2 separate regions of the Macaca mulatta genome follow, and region 1 is linked to region 2. A link is a contact called in public Hi-C data. All regions are on one chromosome and are shown on one strand. Each heading gives the region's core, a stretch centred on a gene start, on an enhancer-like site or on the middle of the called end of the contact. The rest is flanking DNA. Distances are from core to core; before and after follow the strand shown. Region 1 holds the start of GK5 (glycerol kinase 5). Region 2 holds the start of TFDP2 (transcription factor Dp-2).

Region 1 (5,778 bases), core at 2,310-4,809, 81 kb before region 2:
ACCTGAAGTTATGTGCAAAATTTTGTGTGTATAAGCATCTTCTTGGGAAGATAGTGTTCATTAGGGCCTCGAAGTTGTTCAAGATCTGAAAACAATTTGAGAAACACTAGATTAAGTGGTTTCTAAGGCCCCTGTTTTCAAATTCTATGATTTTGATAATACTCAATATAATTTATTTGAATTTATAAAAAGGATCATTAAGGAAGTGTCAGGTTTCAAGAAGCCAAGAAATATCACTTTGAGAAATATACTAAATATTAACATCAGGTAATACAAAGCCGTTTTCTCTGTTGTGAATGGGGAACTGATATGGATACTATTATGTGTGAACTTGGCTAGGCTAGTTAGACACACTGTATGCCCAGCTGTTCGGTCAAACACCAGTCTAGGTGTTGTTGTGAAGGTATTTCTTAGAAGTAATTAACATTTAAATTAGTACACTTTGAGTAAAGCAGATCACCCTCCAAAACCTGAGTGAGTCTCACACAAGGTTGGTTTTAAGCTTTAAGAACAAAGACAGGTTTCCCAAAGAAGGAAGTCTCCTCAAAACTGCAACATGGAAACTCTTCTTGAGTTTCCAGCCTGCTAGCCTGCCCCGGAAATATCCAGGACTTGCCAGCCCTGGATAATCATATGAAGAAACTCCTTAAAATAATAAACCTCTCTTTCTCTTTCTCTCTATCCTATTGGTTCTATTTCTCTGGAGAACCCTGACCAGTACTGGACCCATTAGTCATTTATTTCAAATTACAATAATTCACACACACACACACACACACACACACACACACACACACACACGACCAAAATGGTCAGCACTGGTGAAGGCAGTCCTGAGGCCACTTGGAACAAATCAGTACTGTTGAACAGGGTACAAACAAAAAAAACATACTCGTCCAGGTGTATGTTCCAAGCTTAACGTTGTATGGTCAAAGAGCCAATTTTGTCAAATTGCCTGAAAGTAAGTTGATAAACAGGACAATTTGGCCAAAAGAATGACTTGGCCCTGCACAGTGGCTCACGCCTGTAATCCCAGCACTTTGGGAGGCTGTGGCGGGCAGATCACAAGGTCAAGAGATCCAGACCATCCTGGCCAACATGGTGAAACCCCAACTCTATAAAAACACAAAAATTAGCTGGGCATGGTGGCCAGTGCCTGTAGTCCCAGCTACTTGGGAGGCTGAGGCAAGAGAATCACTCGAACCCGGGAGGCGGAGGTTGCAGTGAGCCCAGATCGCAGCACTGCACTCCAGCCTGGGCAAACAAGGGCAAGACTCCATCTCAGAAAAAAAAAAGAAAAGAAAAAAAAAAGAATGATTTGGTTGGGCACAATGGCTCACACCCCTAATCCCAGCACTTTGGGAGACCAAGGTGGGAGGATCACTTGAGGCCAGGAGTTCGAGACCAGCCTGGCCAACATGGTGAAACAGAGTCTCTACAAAAAATGCAAAAATTAGGCGGATGTGGTGGTTGTAGTCCCAGCTACTTGGGAGGCTGAGGTAGTTGGATCACCTGAGCCCGGGAGGTCGAGGCTGCAGTGAGCTGAGGTGGCGCCACAGCACTCTAGCCTGGGTGACAGTGCAAGACCCTGTCTAAAAAAAGTTTTGATTCAAAATGAGTATGTATGTATGCATGCATGTAGGTATTTATTTATTTCGAGGCAGAGTCTTGCTGTGTCGCCCAGGCTGGAGTGCAGTGGCATGATCTTGGCTCACTGCAACCTCCGCCTCTCGGGTTCAAGTGATTCTCCTGCCTCAGCCTCCCCAGTAGCTGGGATTACAGGAGCTGGCTACCACGCCCAGCTAATTTTTGTATTTTTGTAGAGATGGGGTTTCACCATGTTGCCCAGGTTGCTCTCAAACTCCTGACCTCAAGTTATCCACCTGCCTTGGCCTCCCAAAGTGCTGGGATTACAGTCGTGAGCCCCGGCGCCCAGCCAAAATGATTATCTTTTACTTTTTAATTGATATACCAGTTGGCACTGTTAAACGTTTTCACACAAAACATATATTCATATTTTGCTAATTTTACAAAAAGATAAGGAATATTTTCAGGCCCTGACTTCACAGATTGCTGGTGGCAGTGGGAGGTGGGTGGCGCAGGCGGAACCACCTCCCCACTCCCTGCAGATCAGGACCTTCCCCAGGAAAGCTCCAGGCCCAGGAACCTGAGCCGCGAGAATCTCGCAATTTCCACAGGACGCCTTGTTCCTTTTGGTCAAGTGTCTGGATGAGCCCATCCCCTAGGGCAGCAACAAAAGGTAAAGGGCCTCTGTGAGGTTTTCAGATTCCAAAAAGCAACCGCCGTAGTGGAGCGTGATAGTCAAAGCAGCCACCTTAATTAAGCTTTCTCCTTTCTTTCCCACTAGAGGGCTGGGAAAAGTCTTCTTCCTTGCGTCGCATTTCATTTAGCAAATATTTACCACTTTGCATTGTGTGCAAACTTTACCACGTTTTCTGGGAAGAGAAGTCGTGGGCAACTCTCTGTTAATAAACATTAATACTTTTGGCCAAATTTTGAATTTTTTATGGCACTTGTTTTATTTCATTTTTGAAAAACAGCACTTTATTCAACTCTAGCATAGTCAATGGCTGTGCATTTAATAATATTGAAATAAAGTCGCACCCAAAATGTTAGCAAAAAAATGGAAACCATATATGGTAGTGACCTCTACAAATGTTTTAAGCTTGAAAAATTCTGCACGAATGCAGAGACCCAGGTTAGTCTGCCAAAGTTACTCAGAGATAAAAATTTCTCCAACACTCTAGTCATAATCATGGGTGAGAAATGAATAAATGTGCCTTATGGCACCTCGAAACTTTCTGAGATTTTTATATAAACTAGCCTATAATTTCCTCCTCACGATTAGCATATGGGGTAGCTATTTTTCTTTAATAGAGATTCCTCAAATGTAGCTAGGGTTAAGAGAAACGCAGGCGCTGCCTCTCAGGAAGCTGGAGACGCAAGAGAAAAAATAAGAGTTAAGGGCCGCCGGGTTCGGTGGCTCACGCCTGCAATCGCAGCAATTTGGGAAGCTGAGGCGAGCGGATCACGAGATCCGGAGATCGAGACCAGCCTGATCAACATGGTGAAACCCCTTCTCTACTAAAAATACAAAAATTAGCCGGGCGTGGAGGAGCGCGCCTGTTATCCCATTTACTTGGGAGGCTAAGGCAAGAGAATCGCTTGAACCCGGGAGGCGGAGGTTGCAGTGAGCCGAGATCGCGCCACTGCACTCCAGCCGGGGCGACAAAGTGAGACTCCGTCTCAAAAAAAAATAATAAAAGAGTTAAGGGCCAAGTCAATCCAACAGCGGCCGGCAACTGGAGGATGAGCATGGCTGGCGATCTCGGGCTCCAGAGCACGACACAAACCAGCTCACCTCCACCCCTCCCTCGCGGCCGCCGGCGCGCGCCCGTGACGTCACGGCGCCGGGGTGGAGCCCGCGCCAGGGGCCGGGCCTCTCTAAACTCCCGCGGAGCTGGGTTGGGGGCTGGGTTGGGGGCTGGGTTGGGGGCGGCGGCCCGGCGCTGCGCCCTGGGATTCTGGGGCATCGGGATTTATAGCGCGCCCTCTGGGGTGGCGTCTGTAGCAGAGAGGCGTGTGGGATCGGGATGTCTGGGCTGCCGACGGACCCGGAGCAGAGAGCGCAGGAGCCGCGGCACGCTGGCTTCGTGCTGGGGCTGGACGTGGGCAGTTCTGTGATCCGCTGCCACGTCTATGACCGGGCGGCGCGTGTCTGCGGCTCCAGCGCGCAGAAGGTGACTTGGAGGCGGCCGTGGGGCGCGGGTCTGACTGGGTTTTGCTGAGTCCAGGGGTCCGGCCTCGGGAGGCGAGCGGGCGGGGCCCACCTACCGCCCTGGACGCGGCCACCTGCAGCACCCTGGGGCCAGAGGCGCGCCCAGACCGGCTGAGTCTTCTCGTTCCCTCCCTGGGCTAGGCTGAACCCCGCGCGCCCTTCCTGTCCAGACTGAGGGCACCAGGGGCCCGGTGTATGACCTGGGCCGCTCGCTCGCCTCCTGCCACCTGGAGAACCACCTGTCCAGCCTTACCTGGATGGGACTGAGGTGACTTGCCGAACGGGACTGGGCAGGCTGTGCGCGTCCAGCCAGAGGGTGGTTTGTGAGTTGCTCGGTTCTTCCTGCACTTCCCTGATAGATCTCCCATCACATCTTTATTTACATTTTAATTTTTGACAACTTTTTTTTCCTTTTTTATTTATTATAGCCTTTGGACTTGTGCCTCAATAACTTTTCATATCTTTATAGAATTTAAGTTTATTCTCTATTCTTCACTTGTCATCATTATTAACTACTACTCCACAAAATGCTGGTTCCTTACGTGAGCAACTGATTGCCATGGATATTAGAGGTATTGGGCAAGTTTTGAAGGCAGTGTGGTCATCACTTTTCTATTTTCGATCTTTGAGAATTCATAAAATTCTTTATTTCCCCTCGTTTGAGAGACCTGCCAAGTCGTTGGTTGGATGTTAGTAGACCCTTGAACTAACTGTTCAGCAACCAACACATTGATATCCTTCTGTTCTCATATTAATGAAGTGTTGATTTCTACACAATTGTCAATGCACCAAAAATAATGTTTATTTGTTATGGTGTTCTTATTGTTGTTCCTTTTTTTCTTTTGAGACAGGGTCTCACTTTGTCACCCAGGCTGGAGTGCAGTGGTGTGATCTCGGCTCACTGCAGCTTCAATCTCCTGGGCTCAAGTGATCCTTCCACCTCAGCCCCCCAAGTAGCTGTGACTACAGGCAAGGGGCCACCATGCCTGGCTAAATTTGTTTATATTTTTTATAGTGATGGGATTTTGCCATTTTGTCCAGGCTGGTCTGGAATTCCTGGGCTCAAGTAATTCACCCGCCTTGGCCTCCCAAAGTGCCAAGATTACAGGCATGAGCCACTGTGGCCAGCCTGTTATGGTGTTCTTATTTTCTCTTCCCAGTACCAACATCTTTTTATGTTAGGAATTTGAGGGAGGGCAGGAGCCATCAGTTACCTAACCATTCCCAGCAGCACTGTATTCCCCTTTTTTCTCAGTGTCCCATTCTTCTTCCGACCACCCTAGAGGTGTTTTTCTTTGTAGCACTTGCCCAGGAGTGGGTCCAGCTAGAATGCCAGTGAGTAGTGACTGCTTTGAGCATTTGTTTTGAGGAAACATCAGACTTCCTTCCATTCAGGTTTTTTTTTTTTTTTGAGATGGAGTCTTGCTCTGTCACCCAGGCTAGAGTGCAGCGGTATGATCTCGGCTCACTGCAACCTCCACCTCCTGGGTTCAAGCAATTCTCTTGCCTCAGCCTCCTGAGTAGCTGGGATTACAGGCACCTGCCATCATGCCTTGCTAATTTTTGTATTTTCGTAGAGACAGGGTTTTGCTATGTTGGCCAGGCTGGCCTTGAACTCTTGACCTCAGGTGATCCACCCGACTTGGCCTCCCAAAGCGCTGGGATTACAGGCATGAGCCACCAAGCCCGGCCTCCATTTAGGTTTCAGGACCAAGACAGTGGAACTGGGACTGTAGCAGCTCCCTGGTCCCTTCTCTGGCTAGCTGTGTGGGAACGCTGCCCACCCACCCACACACTATCCCTATCCCAGCCTGAAAGGACAAATGAAAGGCAGATACCACCGTTCAGTGACTGGGTACTCCTTATCTTTCTAAGAGTATTTATCACAAACACAATGATACTTTTTAAAGTCTCCCTTATAAGTCTAGACACAAAGTACTTTTAAGCACTGGTTGTTTTGTTTGTTTGTTTTATTTTTC
Region 2 (5,436 bases), core at 1,989-4,488:
AGCACCAGCATCGCTTGGAAGCCTGTTGGAGATACAGGATTGAAGCCACACCTTACAGCCTGAATTGTAAGATTCCCTAAGTGATTACTGTGCATCTCAAAGTTTGAGAGGCAGTGGTCCAGGAGTCTGGTAATTCCACCTGCAAAAGCAGTATCCAGTGCCAGGAGAGCGGGCAGCACATGGAAATGCCTCGGGTTTAACTGGAATGGACCCGTCTTTTTCACAATCTCTTTGTGTTGGCTCTTCAGTGGCCCACATATTTCTAAGCAGAGGACTTTATTATACCTCTCTCCTCTTTCCAGATTTGCTGGGCTATGGACTCTCATCTATTCAATAAAAACATTGAACTTCTGTTAAGCACTGAGGAGATGACAGTGATTAGAATGATATGTCTTTGATTCTAGAAGCTTGTAGTCTAATGGGAGGCAGGTAGCTAGTGAGTAATTACAAGTTTAATGAATGTTAGAAAGTCAAAGAAAATATGGGAAAAGAGTTGGAGATGGGGACTCAGGGGAAGCTTTTCTGGAGAAAGTGTTGTTTAAGTTTAGATAAGAAGGCATGTGCAGGTGAGTTGTGGGTGAACTGGGGATTATTCCAAGCATAAGGAATGCCAGTGAATGGAGCTCTTTGGACATTTGTGTTTGTATTGCCAATGCCTTGCATAGTTCTTGGCATACAATAAGTGCTTAATAAGTGTTTGCAGAATCAATAAATGTTCTGTCACATTTCAGATGTCTACTTTCTGGCATTGGAGATGATAGAAACTTTATTTTCCTTTTCAGAGGAAATAAGATCCCTTAATGGGGAAATAAGAAAGAAGACAGAAAGCTGACTGTTGTGCAAATTGCTAAATTGGAACTATGAGTGGGAATGAAAAATTGATTTACATGAATTTTCTTCCCTGTAGCAACTTGACAATTTATTCTGTTCTGGAGAATTCTCAGTTTTTGGCTTAAAAACCAAGCTGTTCCTCCTTATTCTGAATTTCTTGGCCTGCTGTGAAACTAACATTTACTGTCTTTTACAACATATCCTGATTAGGTCATGGAAATTCACAACTAAATCAAACTAGTATATGGAAAATTTGAAACTTTCACTGCCCATTTTATGTAACGGTGTTGGAAGGTGTTACAAAACATTGACTTTTAAATCTTTTTCAAAAGCTATATTATACAATGAATATAATAATTGCCATCATTTATTGAACACTTACTACATGCATTACATGGCAAAATCCTCATACTACCTCTGCAAGAGAGTAAGTTGAACCATATGAAAATTGCCCACTATCAGCAATTTCATATGGTTCAACCTAGTATCTTCAGACTCTAACCTATAAAGAGGTTAGGGAATCCCTGATAGCTTCACTCCAAATTTAGTACTGAGTTTCTTTTATAGATAAAGAGATCCTAAGATAGTTACAGCTCCTCTGTGACAGCGACCCCTTTACCTACATTAGCCCAAGCACTTTGTGTGTGTACTTTCATCATGGTTACTTACACATTGAATTGAGGTGGTTTACAATCCATTTCCTCTGCTACTGAGTTCCTTGAGGATGGATGTTTTGTCTGTCTTGCTGATTTTTGTATATGTGGTACCTAGAGTGAAAAGTATTTGTTGAATATAACCTTAACAAAATTTCTTGTGGAAACTGAATAAATTTTTATTGATTTGTTACTGGAGAATGTGAAGTAATCACTCCATTGGGGTTTTTGCATTTTAGAATCAGTCAATGGAGTACTGCGTTTGACATTCTTGGACTCTCACAACTAGTTACATGCAATTATGCCCTGCCCCAGAGAAAGATCTGAAAGTGCTCTCTTACTTACCTCACCTCCTTTAGACATTCGCTTAAATACCACCTTCTCCGTGCTACCTTCCCTGATCACTCTATTTAGGACTGAAGCCATTCCTCCAACACCTCTGCTTATTTTTTTTCCCATAGCACAAATATCAGCATGTAATGTAGTTTTTGTTTTGCTTATTCTTTTGCATATTATCTTTCCTATCCTGCTAGAATGTAACTCCCTGAAGGTAGGAGTTTTTGTCTCTATTTTGTCCACTGATGTCTCCCCATGTCAAGAATAGTGTCTGGGGCCAGGCGCGGTGGCTCACGCCTGTAATCCCACCACTTTCGGAGGCCCAGGCCGGAGGATCTCTTGAGTCCAGGAGTTCCAGACCAGCCTGGGAAACATGGGAAACCCCGTCTCTAATTAGCCAGGTGTGGTGGCGCAGGGCTGTAGTCCCAGCTACTCGGGAGGCTGTGAGACTGGGAGATCAGGGCTCCACTGAGCCGTGATCCTGCCACCGCACTCCAGCCTGGGTGACAGCGAGACCCCGTCTCGAAAACAAACATAAAATTTGGTTGGAGTAAAATGAGAAAGATCTAATCGTTTTAACGCGCTGCTTGCACAGGGTTTTTCACATCGGCACGAATGAATGAACAAAATGTTTTCATATGGAACCAAGTGTACGGGCATTTGGGGTGTGTGCAGTTTCCGCGGGACGTGATGACCTGTCCTGGTTTGGATATTAACTTGCCTGGATACTGAAGAACCTCCACATTCCCAGTGGTCTGTAACCCATTGTCTGAATAATTTCAAGGTGTCCCACAGTTGGCTCCACGCATAGCCTCACTCACGATCACTCGCCCCTCTGTCCCTTATTGATGCTTCCCCAGGGCGACCCGGCAAAGGCCTGGGGACCGAGATGGAACTGCCCAGTCCCCCTCTTTCCAAGAGAGCTGGGGTTTTCCGGCTTCGGGGTCAGTTGGAAAAGAGATTCCCACCCAAGTCGCAGGGTGGGAGTAGGGGGTATGAGACAGGAGGGATAAAGGAAGTGTGCCTAAAATTCTAGGCCTCAGGCCCGCAGCTGTCCCTGGAGGCGGCGGGGAAGCGGGGTGGTCGGGTCCTGCGGGAGGGCTCCCAGGGAGGCCACAGGGGGAACCAAGGGGCGGTGGCTGAGTGCACGAGGCCCGCCCCTCCATCTGGTGGCCCCCTACTCTCCAAGAGAAGCCTGGGGGCGGGGTTTGTTTACTCCTTGCACGCACTGCCGGCCCGGCCAATCCGTGGGGAGCGGCGCCTGGCGTCGCACATCCCGAGGGCCAATCGGCGCGCACCGTGCTGCTCCGCCGCCAAAGCTCGCGCGGGGGAAGAGGGGCTGTAGCTGGGCAGGGAGAGGGCGGACGAAATCGGCAGCGATCTCGGCTGCGGCGCTACTGCTACTGCACGGCCCGCGGGGCGCGCCCTGACCCTTACTCTTTGGGCAGGCTCAAGGGCGCGCGCACGGTCGGCGTTCCGGGGCCTTAAACTCCTGGGCCTTGACCGGGCAGGCCGCGTCTCCCCGGGTGTGAGTCCACCAGGACCCGGCCGCCGCCTAGCGCGGGCGCCACAGAAGCGGCGGCGCCCGAAGACGCGCTCCCTGCTCGGCCCGACACCCTCGCTTGACCGCCAGTTCTTCTGCAGCCGAAGGCGGTAAGGTCTAGGGAGAGGGCGCGGGCCCGCGCGCCGAGGGCCTTTGGACCCGGCCGAGCGCGTTCCTGGGCAGGTTTCCCTCCCTGCGCCCAGGGGCCCCCTTGTCCCCCACACGAGTCCCATCTGTTTAGACCCGGGTTCTCCAGGCCTGGCCGGGTAACCCGTGAGTGTCTGGGCCGGAGTCGAAAGCCAGAGAGGGTCACCCTCTTAGTGCATAGAGCAAATCGGGGGAGGTAACGTCCCTGAGTCACGCCTCGTAGAAGAGGGGAAGGGCTGCTTTCTACTTTCTCCTTCTCTTCAAAGAAGGATGGCTTCTAAATCTGGTTTTCCGATTTTTCCCTCCTCCTTTCATGACTCACACGCCTCTGTCTCCACCAGGTGTTTGTTTGTTTTTAAAAAGAGTTTCTAAGCTTTGTGTGCTTGAAGAACCTCATATGCCCCATAAAGGAACTTTTCTCTGAAGTAGAGGATCGCTTTTTGGGCCCAGACTCCTTTGAGAAAATCTGGAAACCAAGGTCTCTCTTCACAAAGAAGTGTAAGGGTTTTCCCAGGATCTCGCTGAGAGACAGTACAACGAAGTGGATGAGCGCCCCAGTCTCTCTTACCAGCCTGTGCTATATTCTATTGTGTGATCTCGGTTTCTCCATCTGTAAATTAGATGCATCCACCTATTCGGTGTGTTTCAGGGAGTGAATGAACTAATGTATGGAATGCAATCGTAAGAAAATTCTCCACGTATTAAATGTCTTGTATTAGTTAGGCACTTGCCGTGGATGCTGGTTTAGAAAAAGACCCTATATTATTTCCCTTTTAGTGTTGAGACAGTGAACAGGTTCATTCCTTTTCCATATTCACTGCTGAAGCTACCTTTGAGCCCATGAATACTTTTATCTTTTCCTCATTCCATCTCAGAGGGCATAGACTCACTGTCTCACTTATTTGCTCTCTTTCAGCAAGGCTGTCTTTTAACAGCCTTCTCCTTCCCCTCTCTCCCCGAGATCTGAGTTTTGTATCTTTTCATTTGACTTTCACAACCTATTTTTTTTTTTCTGGGCCATGTGTTTTCTCTTAATGGCTTGAATTTATCTCCACCTAATAAATAAAGTTATTTACTTGGTTTTTTTCTTTCCAGCTCGTCAGTATATATTCATCTATTTTCTATATGGCATAATCATGACCCTGTCTCTCCTTAAAAGTAAATATAAAAATAGTTTAATTGATCTATATTGCAGCTTCCTTTTCCATTTCATTGGTTAGCCTGTTATTTAGCTAAACCTTTATCACTATCAGATTACTATAATCTTTAATGGCAGTGTCCATTCTCAGCACCAGGAGAAAAATCAAATGCCTAGACCCCAGATTCTGTCACACTTATGTACTGGCTCTGGATGTGTTTGCTGTTTATTAGAACATCTAGTGCCTGTAACTAGTCTAGTCTAAGAGTAGACATGGTGTCTGTAGCGTTGTTCTGACTGTGCAGTTGCAGTTTCAGCACTGTGGCACTTATATTTGTTAATAAAGGTCCAAGATTTACTGAACTCTTAACTTTTCAGTTCTCTTCATTTCTAGGTGTTTAAAAAAGAAAGCTGAATTTTTCTAGTGTGCAATACTTCATATTCTCATTTTGTGATCATGTAATTCCTCCCACCCCGACTTTTGTGAATATGTAGTCCAAGTGGCACATGGAAGTTTTTCTCTTGCAGCCAAAATTCTTAACTGTCTGAGCTGTGTGCCCTCAACATAACTGAACTGGGATGTACTTCCTTGTCATCATCTTTTAAACTCTTATTGCAATATGTGTTATAATGGATCTCAGAAGAAACTAGAAAGCATAGATTGAGCGTTCTTTTAGATCATAGAATTTTAAATTGTAGTGGATTTTAAAGAGAATCGAATACACTCACCTCTTCATACATAAATCCTTTCCATTTTAATCTGGGATACATGACTAGGTGTGCGGCAT

What was found. A called contact is a pair of places that touch in the nucleus more often than the background predicts.
Region 1: a Hi-C map of fetal cortex germinal zone shows a contact between it and region 2, with 2.1 times the contacts expected there. The contact joins the promoter of GK5 here to the promoter of TFDP2 in region 2. A contact is called at or near these places in 2 of 14 Hi-C or Micro-C datasets (CD4 T cells and fetal cortex germinal zone).

The regions. Positions count from the first base shown.
Region 1 is chr2:45,206,329-45,212,106 of T2T-MMU8v2.0, reverse strand. It overlaps GK5 (glycerol kinase 5), which reads left to right and starts at 3,559. Exons shown (of 16, transcript NM_001261112.1): 1 at 3,559-3,761. The coding sequence starts at 3,615.
Region 2 is chr2:45,125,030-45,130,465 of T2T-MMU8v2.0, reverse strand. It overlaps TFDP2 (transcription factor Dp-2), which reads left to right and starts at 3,238. Exons shown (of 13, transcript NM_001261774.1): 1 at 3,238-3,473.